Regions from separate parts of the Hordeum vulgare genome. Here region 2 is linked to region 1. A link is a contact called in public Hi-C data. All regions are on one chromosome and are shown on one strand. The core of a region is the stretch at or near the end of the contact, and the rest is flanking DNA. Distances in the headings are between cores, read along the strand shown. Region 1 has its middle 76 kb from the start of LOC123444120. Region 2 holds the start of LOC123444122 (glutamate synthase 1 [NADH], chloroplastic).

Region 1 (6,784 bases), core at 1,976-4,475:
CAAATCCCTTCCAACTTTAACCATAGAGCGGCGGCAGTTTTCTCGCTCAAAACTTCCTGCAAAATATTATAATGCAAATGGAGTTGAATTTGTGACAAAGCCTTACGGTCCCTTCTTTTCTCCTCAGGAGTCCAATCCTCAATTCTATTCTTCTCAAAACTATCCAGTGCATCATCATAGTCGGCCTGCGCCAACAACGCCCGCATCTTGACTTGCCATAGGGTAAACCTTGTGTCACGATCCAGCAGCGGAAGATCGTACTTCATGGATGCCATGAGTAGATAAATCTGTGTACACAAGGTAGTACAAGCCGGTAGAAAAAATTCCTGACGGGATTAATATGCGGAGCAAAGAACTACTCCCTCCGTTCCTAAATATAAGTCTTTCTATAGATTCCACTAATAGACTACATACGGATGTATATAGACATACTTTAGAGTGTAGATTCATTCATTTTGCTCTGTATGTAGACTCCTAATGAAATCTCTTAAAAGACTTATAATTAGGAACGGAGGGAGTAGAAACAATAGCACCTGATAGCTTCGGTTGTGGATGTAGCAATTGGAGAGAAAAAAACAAATCTGAACTAGTAGCTCAGCTTGACCGATGGATTTGGTCTCGAACGACTGCCTCGGCGCACAGGGAACTCGGCGACAGCAACAGCGACGGCTTCGGCCAAGTCGACGCAGGACGCGGCAACAACTCGACGGATCAGGACAAGACGGCGCAGCTAACGTACGCGGCAACAGCGACGGATCTCGCCAGTTGCGATTTGACGCAACGGCGCAGCGGAAACTTGTAGGCGGTGCAGAAGCGGAATTTAATTTCCTGTCTGACTCGGCTTCTCGCAGCAACGATCCAGCAGCAGTGGAAAAAACGATCTGGCTTCGGATCGCAGATCGCCAGGTCGCGTCGGCGGCGGCGCACAACACACCAAACCCTAGCTCTCGTCTCCGTCGAATCTCGTATATTCAGAACCTCAGCTCTGTATACCACTTTTTAGATAAAACGAGATCAACGAGACACGAGAGACACGGATTTTTACGTGGAAACCCTTACGGGAGAAAACCACGGACGCATGGAGGCGCAATCACTATGAGGGGGAGTATTACAAGCACGAGACGACAGCCAGTCTTTAAGTGCGACTACATGGAGTATATATGAGGGGCAATACATGAGAGTCCTTGGAGGACAAGTAAACGAGTTGTACTCGTACGCGTCGGTACCAACGCAAAGGCCCACACCGTTTGTACTACGTCTAGTCCAATACGGTAGAATTTGAATCATAATTTAACAAGAACTACAAGGAGGAGGACGAAACCAGGTCAAAAAGACGAGGATCCCAAGCCCACCGCAACTGCCGTCCTCATCCTTAACAGAGAAGGAGGAGAGGCGACCAGGGAGGAAGGAGGCAAGCTTGAACACATTCAGACATGACAACTTCTACTCCTGAATGCACACCATACAAGGATTGGCAGAGGAGACACCGTCCCGAACGCGCGCACATTTGTCCAAGTCACCCAGCCCCTGCACGTTCCACGAGAGGAGGGAGAGGGAAACGAAGGGGGAAACTAGCCATGGGGACACAGCCATGGCACCCTACGATACACAGAGAAGACGGAAGGTCTACTATACAAGCCTCCCAAACAGGCGGGAAAGAGCAAAGGCCACGACGCCGGTGCAACGACGCGTGCAGGGCGAGCACGGGTCAGTCGACTACACAACAACACCCCGAGACACTAAGACAGTGGGGATGTAGGCATCACCGCGGAGCTCAACAACAACCTTCTTTCCAAGAGGACGGACGACCGCATCCATCACCTTGTCCCTGATTGCACGTCCCTGGGGGAGCAACTCATAAGTGCTTCCTTGGGCGCTTTGCGTTTGATCGCCCTCTTCTCCATGCTGACAAACGCAGCCGGCTCGAGCAAGGCAAGCCTAGGGCTTCAAAGAGTCACCGTCGACTATGTGGATCCATCAAAGGGCGCTCTCTAATGAAATTAAATATATATATATATATATATATATATATTTAAAAACAACGGAGGTAAACGGATCTATATACTGATGCTGATAAAAATGATTTATCCATAGAACTCGAATGTAAATATTTTGTCTCACGAATGTAAACTTAGTGGCAGGCAAGGCAAGTGACAATTTCAGCGTTTCTTTCCACACCGCTTCAGCTTGAAGCCCTGAAGCGGCGAAAGGCTCTGTGCTTTCTCCGGAAACCTGGATTCCTCACCCTCACAGCTTGCCGCTTCTCCCATCTCCTCCTCCGCCGCAACCCGCAATGGCAGGGGAAAGCACGGCAGCCACCTCCTCGCTCGCATGCGCACCCTCCCGGAGATATAATACCTGGACTCTTTCTGACCTACCCCCACCACCACCAGCTGCCCGGACTGGGAGGGTCATATGGGCGGGTGATAAGCTGGAGGTTGCGCGGGGAGGCGGAGCCCGGAGTCGCCGGGCCTGGCACTATGGCGGCGAGGCAAGGGGCTAAAACCCTATAATTTTTTGATACCAATATCTGAATCTGCTGCTTGCTGTTCTTCTAAAAAAAAACCCTGCTAGTACATGCTTCTTCTGCGCTTCTGCTTGTGGGCTGCCCTTGCTGGCTGAATGGCACTTTAGGAAATAATGGATGCTAAAGTAGTACGTACGTACTATCCTGATCATCTACTGTCATCTTTTTTACTACTCCATTATTATCTCGGTAGACCGAGCATGATGTTTGGTTATTGTTTGGGTTCAGACATTGATACAACTCGGTGAATCCAAACTGCTTGCCGAGAAGGTAAGTACCGCTCATTTATGTGCATACTTTCATCTGAACTGATCAATTGTACCCATGAGCAATGGTCTGCATGACAATATTTCATACTCCCTCCATCCCAAAATAAGTGTCTCAACTGTATGCCAGCTCTCGTACAGAGTTGTACTAAGCTTGAGACACTTATTTTGGGACAGAGGGAGTATTTGGTTTAGGCACCAATGCATATTTGTACAGACAAGGGCTAGCAGTTTATAGCATCCCCTCTGGTACCCGGTGTTTGCTTGAAGCATCCACTTGGCTTCACAAAAGGAAAAGAAAAGAAAGTACGTAGAAAATTAAACATGGGATATTAATGGGACAAATATTTCTCTGGCCATGGGGGAAGTGCCCAACTACAAGTCCACACCTTAGCTGAAGCCTGAGGCGGGATTGTGTGGTTGTCAGTCTCGAATAAATCACCTTCTAGGCTCCCACCACAGAAACTAGACTACATTAATATGAGAAAATGGTGCACACCAGAGAACCACGGGCAAGTTTATATCATCCCCTCAGTTTCCTGAGAGATGTGTTGATAAAAAGGCGTTAGAGCCTACCGTTTCTTTCCAAAGACCGATGGAGAAGGAGTTGCTTCCCTTTCCTCTCCTGCCATGGCTCCTCCTCCTCACATGCCTCTCTCCGTTCGTTGTTCATTCTATGGAATCAAGCACCTCCGGGTGCTCAAGTTCCAATATCTCTATCCCTTATCCTTTTGGTGTCCATGGCCAGAGCCCCTCCCCAGCTCAAGGGTTCAAGATCATGTGTGGCTTATCTGGTCCTATGCTGCCCATCAACAAAACCTTGTTTAGTATTCTCAACATCTCCTTGCTCGATGGTTCTGTAAGCATCCTGGCAACTGCCGCTTCCCGTTCTCCGCAGTGCAGAGGGAACGATGCTAGCTTTAGCCTTGAGGGGACAAGCTTCAATTCTCCGATACAAGAAACAAGTTCACAGCTGTGGGTTGTGATATGGTGGCCATGCTGTTGAATGGTAGCAGTGATTATAGCGGTGGCTGTGCTTCTCTTTGCTCTACAAAAAATAGCATCGTCAATGGTTCTTGCTCTGGTGTGGCTTGCTGCCAAGCACCGGTACCCAAGGGGTTAAAGAAGCTGTCTTTAGAGTTCACGAGCATAACTGGGCAGCTTGGCAGGCTCAAAAAGGACAACAATACTCCAGCGTGTTCTGAGGCATTCATCGCGGAGCAGAACTTCTATGTTTTCTCTACTGCTGACCTGAACAACACAAATAGGACCAGCCCTGGGTACCGGCCTGTTGTTCTCGAGTGGTCCATGGATGGTGGCAACTGTGAGGAAGCAAGACACTCTGCATCATATGCTTGCAAGGAAAATTCTTACTGCTATAACGCATCCAGTGGATTTGGATATCACTGCAATTGTACCAAGGGATTTCAGGGGAACCCGTATCTGCGGGGGCCTAGTGGATGCCAAGGTAATGAACAAATCTCTGATTATATTTCCAGGTTTTCTTGTTACGTCAGTTTTTGTTTTCCAACTTACTAATCTTAAAAGACTACCAATATTTGATTTCTGTTTGGTTTCATGTGAACAGATCTCTGCCTATATTTCTTGGTTTTCTTGTTATGTCAGTTTTTTTTTCCAACTTACCTATCTGCAAAATTATCCATCTCTCATTTCTGTTTGGTTTCATGTGACTGTCGAAGATATTGATGAGTGCTCCACTGGAAGGCTATGCACGCATAGCTGCATCAACGCAAAGGGCAATTTCAGCTGTGTGTGCCCATTAGGGATGAGTGGTGATGGCCTAAAGGAGGGAAGTGGCTGCAATGGAATTAGCGCACTGCAGATTTCAATAGGCAAGTTTTGAAGCCCTATCCCGCTGTTTTGTTATGTGATGATGTGATCATTATACATGAGGCGTGTCGAGCTAGATTAATGCTTGACCAAATTAATAATTCTCAGAGTTTTATTGTACCTTTGCAGTTGCGGGACTAGCTCTGCTACTACTTATCCTTGTTCTCGGTTTCTGGACCCACTTGCTTGTCAAAAGGAGAGACGTTGTGAAGAAAAGACAGAGATATTTTATGCAGAATGGTGGCATGTTGTTGAAGCAGCAGTTGCTTTCTCGGAAGGTACCGTTGCAGATATTTACCTCAGGTGAGCTTGACAAGGCAACCAACAAATTCAGTGATAGCAATATTGTTGGTAGAGGTGGATTCGGGACTGTCTACAAAGGTACACTATCAGATCAAATGGTCGTAGCGGTCAAAAGGTCACAGCGAGTTGATCAGAGCCAGGTGGAACAATTCGTCAATGAGCTGGTTATTCTTTCACAAGTGACCCACAAGAACGTAGTTCAGCTACTAGGCTGTTGCCTTGAGGCAGAAGTTCCCTTATTGGTTTATGAATTTATCACCAATGAAGCCCTGTTTCATCATCTCCACAATACATCAATCCCATTGTCATGGAAGGATCGCCTAAGGATTGCAGTTGAAACCGCATCGGCACTTGCATACTTGCACTTGGCAGCAAAGACGCCAATCGTTCACAGAGACGTCAAGTCGTCAAACATACTTCTTGACATGAGCTTTACCGCAAAGGTGTCTGATTTCGGCGCCTCAAGGCCAATACCCCGGGATCAGACCCATGTGACGACCTTAGTGCAGGGCACACTAGGATACATGGACCCTGAGTACTTCCAGACAAGCCAACTGACCGAGAAAAGTGACGTGTACAGCTTTGGCGTGGTACTCATGGAGCTGCTCACAAGGGAGAAACCAATACCTGACGGCCAGATCGACGAGGTGAAAAGCCTAGCAATGCATTTTAGCACGTTGTTCCATCAGAACCAGTTGCTGAAGATTGTAGATTCTCAAGTGGCCGAGGAAGCTGGAATGAGGCATGTCAAAACGGTCGCACAGTTGGCTTTGAGATGCTTGAGGTTGAAAGGTGAAGAGAGGCCGAGGATGATAGAGGTTGCGGTGGAGCTTGAAGCACTGAGAAGACTGATGGAACAACACACTGTCCTGAAGGGTGAAGAAGAGCCTCTGCTTCCTCTGCTTCGGAACTTGAGTTGCGGCGGGGAGATGAATTTTGACGTGCAACCTAGTTCGAGCCATGATGTCATTGCCAAGGATGAAAGCATGGAGATGATTCTACTCCCATCCAGCGATCTCTCGTGCTAGGCCTTTCATGGTAATAATCTGTTCCATTTGTGATTAGCTGCCAGCAGTAAGGTAGAAACCCAGAGTAAGGGTTATATCAGGAAGTGTTGGCGAGTTATTCTTTTCTCTCCATATCTCTGTTGCTCAGCTCGACCTGTTCGTAGGTCAAGAAATGACTCAGCTAAATTTACGCACTGGGATTTCACCGAAACTTGATACACAGATCATAATCGTCTTTGCATTCGACCACCGATCTAATTTTTGTGTGACAAAGCGATTTTCATCTGCGTGCAAAGTTTGATGAAGGCTGCATTTTGCATCTGACTGCCATGTGTTTGCTTACATGACATGCTATGTGTTTGCTACCTTTGTCTGGCGTACCAAGTATCATTAGCAGCAGAAGGAATAGGTTCCATGAATTAGGTGTGCGTGCATTCATGGATGAGTGTATATGAGCGATTTAGATTGTACTGTATTTAAAAAAAAATGTTACAACACAATAGCAAAACAAAAAAATACACAACTTCTAGATTAACCAAACCTCATGAAAGTACATTTTCATTTGGACTTTGATAAGGACCACACGTATGGTGGAAGCAACATCCGGCCGCACCTTCCATGACCACAGGTTGGGTCATGTCATCGTATGCATGTACAAATTATGAAACTGATGATGTTAGTAGGAATCTTTCGTCTTTTTCAGTTCTTAAAATGTTTTATTTCTTTAAAAAGATCTGATTGAAAAATCTTTTTCATCATTAAATCCGTTCCAACGAGATCTTTAAAACTGGATCTCATATTAATATGTTTCGATGTTTTTTTGGTAAAAG
Region 2 (6,814 bases), core at 164-2,663, 390 kb after region 1:
TATCGTTGATTCACCTCACGGAAGAAGTTGTGTGGTAGAGCAACGAGAATGCCGGCACCATCACCAGTGTTTTTCTCACAGCCGCATGCACCACGGTGGGCCATTCTCTCGAGCATCTGAATGGCATCGACGACCTGTAAAGTAAATCACAGCAAAATCAATATCTCAACGTGGTAGATATAAAAGAGAGAAACTGCGGCGGTGTCCTTGGTGCAAAGAACTCACGGTCGCCCGGTTGTCAACGCCCGACAGCTCGGCGACGAAGCCAACGCCGCACGAGTCGCGCTCGAACGCCGGGTCGTATAGCCCAATGCTGCTCTCGGGTAGCAGGGACAAGGGCCTGATCGATTCGGCGTCGCGCGCCGCGGCCCGAGGCGGGCGTGGCGCAACGCGTTCCTCGGTGCGCTGCGGGCCGCCGAGGAACCCGCCCTCAAGGGACATGGCGCCGTGCGCCTGCCTCGCGGAGCGGCCCGGCGCGGCCGCCGAGTGGCTGCGCCGTGCCCTGCGACCGGCGCCCGGCGGCGCCGCGTGCTTCAAACCAATCCCCTGCGCCGTCGGCATGGCTGCACCCCACGCCTCAGTCTATCACCTGTCATGCAACAATCAACCATGCGACGAGCATTAGACGGCGCGCATAAAACCAATCTCCTACTGCAGGCGAGCACAAAAAAGTAGTAGAAATACATGGCGAACAAAGGAATCAATATAAATACTTAAAAACAAGAGCAACAGAAAGCTCGAAGTTGTCCCCTTCCCCACATGTCACGACCAAAAGCAAGGAGAAACAAACAGCCTGCCCACGCTGGCTGCGATGGAACAGAGATGGAAAAACAATCACCAGACCAAACGCCTCAGCGACGGGGCCGGCCAGAGACGAACAGATCTACCAACCCCCCCGCACGGCGCCGCCGCCGCCTGCTGGACAGGGGAGGAAGGAAGATTCAGAGACCGCACGCACGCACGCGCGCCCGGGGGCGCAGAATCGAAACACCAACAGCAGATCGAATAAAAATAAGGGGAAACGGCCACCTACTACGCACGCACGCCCGCGCGGACAGAGCCAAACCAGTTGCTCTCTCTCTCTATGCGTCCATGTATCTATCTACCCATCTATCCACCTACGGATTCTCGTCCTGGCAAAAGCTGGGAGGGGCGCAGGACGGACGGGTACCTCTCGGTCTTATAGCGCTCTCAGCCGCCTGGGCAGGCCTGGGGACGATGATGGGACCGATGCGCGATCTCGCAAGTGTCGCCGCCTGACCCCGCGGGTCTCGTGTCCCTCGCCGGGCGGCCGACCGGCGGCTAGCGACGGGGAAGGGCTGGCGGAGGGCGTGCGAACGTACGTGCGTGCAGATTGGAAGCGCGCCGCCTCCGTCGCCTCTCTCTCTCTCTATCCCTCCCTGACCTCTCCTCGGAGTATTGGGGCGTTTAAGGCGATGCTTGGCCCTGCATTTATAGAGGCGGAGCTCGCTCGCCGTGCCTGCCAACCCCTCGCCTCGTCCCCACACACCCACTATATTTCCGCCCCCTGTGTGGCTCCCTCCTCCAAATCTCCTTTTAGCAATTCTTTTTTTTTTTCTCTCTTGCTCCTATATTACAGGTCGTTGCCAACCGACGGTATCTTCCCCATTTGCGTATCCGCCCCCATGGAGAAGAGGAATTCCATGTCACGTGTAGCCTACAGCTTCTCGTGAGCCCATCGTGTGACTCCCTTGATCTCCGAGGACCCGTGAGGAAGAATCTCTTTTGGGGCAGGCACCGATTTTTTTAAATAAAACCGGAAAGGGGTTGGAGTTGGTTCGTGTTTCCTAGTCCCCGTTGGCGCTGCTCCAGTCCAAGCGAGGCCCGCCGGCCAGATCAGCCGCGACCGCGACCCACGACGGGCGGGCGAGCGGGAGCCGCCCGTGGCGCGTGGGGGCCACGTCCGGCCTCTGATCGGACGGCCCGGGCCGCGGCCGCTGCAGCCGCTCACGCGGAGAGCCACAGCCGCTTTGGCGGTTAGTAGTGCGTACTACCTGGTTTCCTTCTTGTATTTATCTACTGCCTTTATCTGGTAGGTAAATCAATCTCTGGTTGATGCGTGGATTTTGGGTTTGAATTTCCAATCCCACCACCGTAGAAGCAAAATCCAGATCCGGTTGCCTCGATTATTATTTTTATGACGCTGCCGGTCGTCTCGATTTGATTGGTCCGATGCCACCACGCCTACCTCGTCGAGGGGCGGCCTTGCGAAGCAGAGTGGGCCCACGTGTCGGCCGAGGTAGGCGCTTTCTGGGGAAAGCTTCTTCTGCACGTGTCCATTGACACCGTGGATTCCCTGCAATGCTATACGTGCACATCATTTTTTTTCTAAGGCCGGTTTTTTCGAGAGCAACTCCGACGGAACGGTTTATTTGTCCGTTTTTTGTCCGTTTGAATCGGTTCGGCGGATAAGAACACTCGCTTTTGCGTTTGAGTCGACGCACGCGTCGACGCTGGCCCGATCCATTTTGACGATGCGTGAAAAAAAAATGTGCAAACATTTTTGAAAGTAAAATTAAATTTTAAAGCCGGTCACGAAGGTCGGCGAGAGTCCAATGCTGGAGGTAGGCAGCCTCCTGCTGCGTTGTCGCGCCAACCAGATGGACGGCGCGCTCACCCGCTCGCGGAGGCAGCCGGTCTACTGGTAGACCTCCGGCTGCAACTCAGTCTTCGACGGAAGGGGCACGACGCAGTCGCCTGCGGCGGATAGCGTGATGGCCTCCGCGAGCTGCGCCTCATACGCCGCATCATCCTCCTCGTCCTTACACCGCTCTTCTTCCTCACTCTCGCGGAGAACGGCTGCCAGCACCGTCTGGTAGGCGGCCTTCGCCTCCTGGTCCTCGTGCGAATGACGAACGGGGGCGGCGCAGGGCCTGGCTGCACGTCGCACACGCCGCGTCGGTGCTGCTCCTCGTGCTCGAGCGCGAACCATACCTCCTAGTCGGGAGAGTCGGTCGCGTAAATGGGGTTGAGTCGCTGCTCCGGCGTCAGCTGCCGTTGCCGGCGACTCACCTCCTCCGCGTGCGCCCATGCCGACCGCGGTACAGCCAACATCGGGATCCTCTTCGAATCCAGATGCCTGTCGTGGGGAAGGGTCACGTCTGGGTATGGCGGGCGGGATGCGGTGCTCCCAGTGCCACTGTGCTTGGTGCACCAGGACGCTGATACGATGGCGAGGCCGGCGGCAAGACGCCGACAGGGGGAGCGCGGGGGGATGGACGGCGGGGGGCTTGCCCCTATTTTGGGCGGAGAAGCCGACCATGGGTGCTGGCTAGGATTTGGTCGCCCACGAGGGAGCAGAGAGGTGGCGAGATGGGGACGGGGGTCTGGAAACAGATGAGGCCGAACCCCACCGCACGCTCGGATTAAAAAAGGCTGACCGCGATCGCTGACGTGTGAGCCCGTGGAGGGCGACCGTCATTAATTATGTTGACCGCGGGTAGTTGGGGCGGCCATCGAGAGGGCACACGCGCGTCCGCACCGACGCATTTCAGCCCTGAATTTGGGCAGGAAATGGGTCGACGCGGACGCAAAGCGGACGCATTTTGGCAATGAATCTGTGCATTGGGCCATCACCTTCGTCCGCGCGAACCCAAACGAACAGCTACGGACGAAATCGGTCGCCCCATTGGAGTTGCTCTCATGGCTTAAAAAATAAGTCGCCATCTTCCTAGTTTTTTCGATAAGCTACCTCTCATATTCATTGAAACTTCTAAACTAGTTATGGGATAACTAATTTAGTGTAACAGCCCGAGACCGACGCTCGAGAAGATTCCCCTTTTATTTCGTTGTCGCCGTGTTAATTATTGGTTTGTTGCATTCATCATGTCATCATTGCCATCATGCCATTAAGTTTTTTTGCATCTCATATAAATAAATTGCATGGATCTTTAGATCTATTTAAATTGAGGGATTCACATGATGATTCTCTTGATAACATATCCTCCCAATGTTTTAGGGAGCTACTATAAAAATTATTCCATATTTGTTTTGGAATCACCCATGAACACAATTACATTTTAAACCCCATGCTCAAATTACCCTCGCTTTCCTTTCTTTTCTTTCTTTGCTAATTTCTAGAGATAGTTAGAGTAGAGAGAGGGATTTGTGAGAGGGAAGCCGAGCGTGTTGCAAAGCTGGCCCAAGGCCCAACCACCCCACCACCGAAACCCTAGCCTCTCCCTGATCTCGTCACTCCTCTCATTCCCGTCGCGTCCCTCACCTCGCCTCACAACACACCCACGTAGAGGGAGGAGCAGTGACCCTCGACCCCGACATGGCTTTGAGCCCGCTGCCGAAAGCCAGCTGCCGCGCCCAGGTACCTGCCCCGCGAGCCCTTAAGCTCCACCCGTGCGCTTCTCCCGAGAACCTCACCACTCCCGAGCGTTGAGCGCGCCTCCTCGCCGTGCCCCGCCGCCAGCAGCCACGACTAGCACCGCCTCGCCCGCCCTACCATCGGCCGGAGCCCCGAGCTCGTCGCCCGCCTCTGCTCCGACCTCCCGCTCGACCCCAACGCGCCAGGTCCACTCGCCCCGCGCCATACGTCGTTGCCTGCCCAGCTCGTCCCTTTCGTCGCCCCAACCCCGCCTTTGTGCATCGCCGAAGACCTGCGGGTGCATGTAGCCGCCACGAGGCCCGATCCAGCCGCCCCTTGCCCGCTTCAACCATGCCAGGTCGCAGCCGCCCCTGCGCTATCGGCCTTGCTTTGGTCTGGGGACAAACGAGCAGGTCGTGTCGTGGTCGTTGACTGCGTGCCCGCGTGCGTGGGCCTGCTCGAGCGCTCAAGCGTCCCAGCTCTTCCCCGCCTCGACCCGCAGATCCCGCGCCCCTACCAAAGCTCGAAGCTACAGCCCGTCGTCTTGCGCTGCTGCCATCGGATATGAGTGGTTGTGGTCACAACCTCCCTGTAACACGAGCACCTTGGTCAACCGCATATATGGAGATTTCGAGTTGTTTGCCTCCTCTCCACATCGTGGGTTTTGTACGAATGACCCATGCAAGCGCCAAGTACCGCGACGCTCGTCGCTGAAACCAATATCGTCGTCATGTACATCTACTTCCACGACATCCTCGACGACCCCGAACATCTATGGAGCGTGTACCACTACCGTTGCCAAGACCCGTGAACGACTACTTCCACTACGTCCGCAATAACTCCATCCGCTTCGAATTGCATGCTTTGAAGGTTTAACCGTTGAGACGGTGCCCGTGGACCGAATGCATTGTTGTATGGAAGTCGGTGTTGTCTGTTTCGCAGATGCCATGCTAGTTGCACATTGTCCCACTTTTGTAGTGCACCAACACATGGGAACCCGGTAACCGGGATCACCCCATCATTTTTTTGCATGACACACACACATGTTCACAATTCGTTGGCACCGGTATCTCATCGAGTTGTCGGAACCGAGATGTTGTCATGGCATCATTTCAGTTTTGCCGCCATGGTTCCCTTTCGTTCACCATGGCGACACGTGCTTCATGTCCTTCTTGCCAGTGTTTTCATAAAATTGCATGCATGTTGCATTCATGGGATAATATCCTATGTTGTACATATCCTTTAGTCGTAGCACTGTTCAATGAGCTATATATGTAACCGACTAGGATGTCGTGTAGGATCACATGCTTCACCTCTTGCCAAGTTAACAACATTTTAATATTGTCGTGTACCTAAACGGGAGTGCAGTGAATAATTCGTATGTGGAGTTTCGTCAATATGCAACTCGTTGCATATTGAGCTTCACTTAATGTGTAGTGTTTGATTGTTGTGAATTGCCATGCCATGCCTTGCATAATTGAAATGGACATGCATCATATTAGGTTGTGCATCATATCATGCATGTGCCATCGTGAATACCATGTGTTGATTCTTGTTTCCGGTTTGCTTCGTATCGATAGAGTTCTACAAGCGTGTCCGAATGTGAGGATCCGTTCGACTACGCCGGTTCTTTTGCTTCACGGAGTCGTTCTTGTTCCAAGCGGCATCAGAGGCAAGATGATTGTTTCCCTAGATACCATTACTATCGATTCCATGCTAGTTGTCTTGTTTCTTTCGTTATGTCTCGCTACCTACCACCTGTTAAATGTCAGCCTCTCAACATTGCCATGGAACCTTCAACCTTTCTACAACCTAGCAAACCACTGATTGGCTATGTTACCGCTTGCTTAACCATGTGTTAGCATTGCTAGTTGCAGGTGCCATTGCTTCCATGTGATAACATGGCTTCCTTGTTATATCACCATATAATTGCTAATTAATTTAATGCACCTATATACTTGGTAAAAGGTGGAAGGCTCGACCTTTCTAGCCTGGTGTTTTGTCCCACCTTAGTCGCCTTAGTTTTGGATATCTTGTTTGTTCCTTCTTGTAACCATTTCGTGTGTACATCTTTCTTTGTGGATATATATCATCATGATTGTCTTCTACTTAGAATCTTTTACACATGAGAGACGTTACATCTCTAATTGATATCCTCTTTTCTTTCACGTCCACCGTTGCATTTCCTTTTTCAGTTTTGGTGGATTCGTGAAAGGATTTGTCTTGAGTGCGTATCTTATTTTCCTACATATTGATGCACTCTTTGGCCGTGAAGATTATTTTTCCTCATGCTTGTCTTGATGAGGGTTTTGCCATTTCGATTGATATCCCTCCTCTTGCCAAGGTTCTTATTTCCTATCTTCACCATGGGTTGTGACAAGCGTTGGTTCTTATTTTGTTTATTAGTAAGCTTGTGAACCCATTTTCTAGTATGTGTGTGTGGGAATGATATGTCTTGCACTTTCTTTCTCAGTTCAT

What was found. Hi-C and Micro-C count contacts between places; a contact is called where the count stands out from the background.
Region 2: a contact with region 1 is called in a Hi-C map of leaf, with 5 times the contacts expected there. The contact joins the promoter of LOC123444122 here to the enhancer-like site in region 1. A contact is called at or near these places in 3 of 6 Hi-C or Micro-C datasets (leaf and seedling).

The regions. Positions count from the first base shown.
Region 1 is chr3H:434,458,591-434,465,374 of MorexV3_pseudomolecules_assembly, forward strand. It overlaps the pseudogene LOC123444121. Among protein-coding and RNA genes, the nearest start is that of LOC123444120, 76 kb to the left of the region's middle. Within about 2 kb of position 3,226, at least 1 of the 3 cell types and tissues checked has open chromatin away from gene starts, as enhancers often do. A contact at or near this core is called in leaf, where this site is marked.
Region 2 is chr3H:434,847,113-434,853,926 of MorexV3_pseudomolecules_assembly, forward strand. LOC123444122 (glutamate synthase 1 [NADH], chloroplastic) reads right to left here and starts at 1,414. Exons shown (of 23, transcript XM_045120737.1): 1 at 1,172-1,414; 2 at 226-589; 3 at 15-134. The coding sequence starts at 561.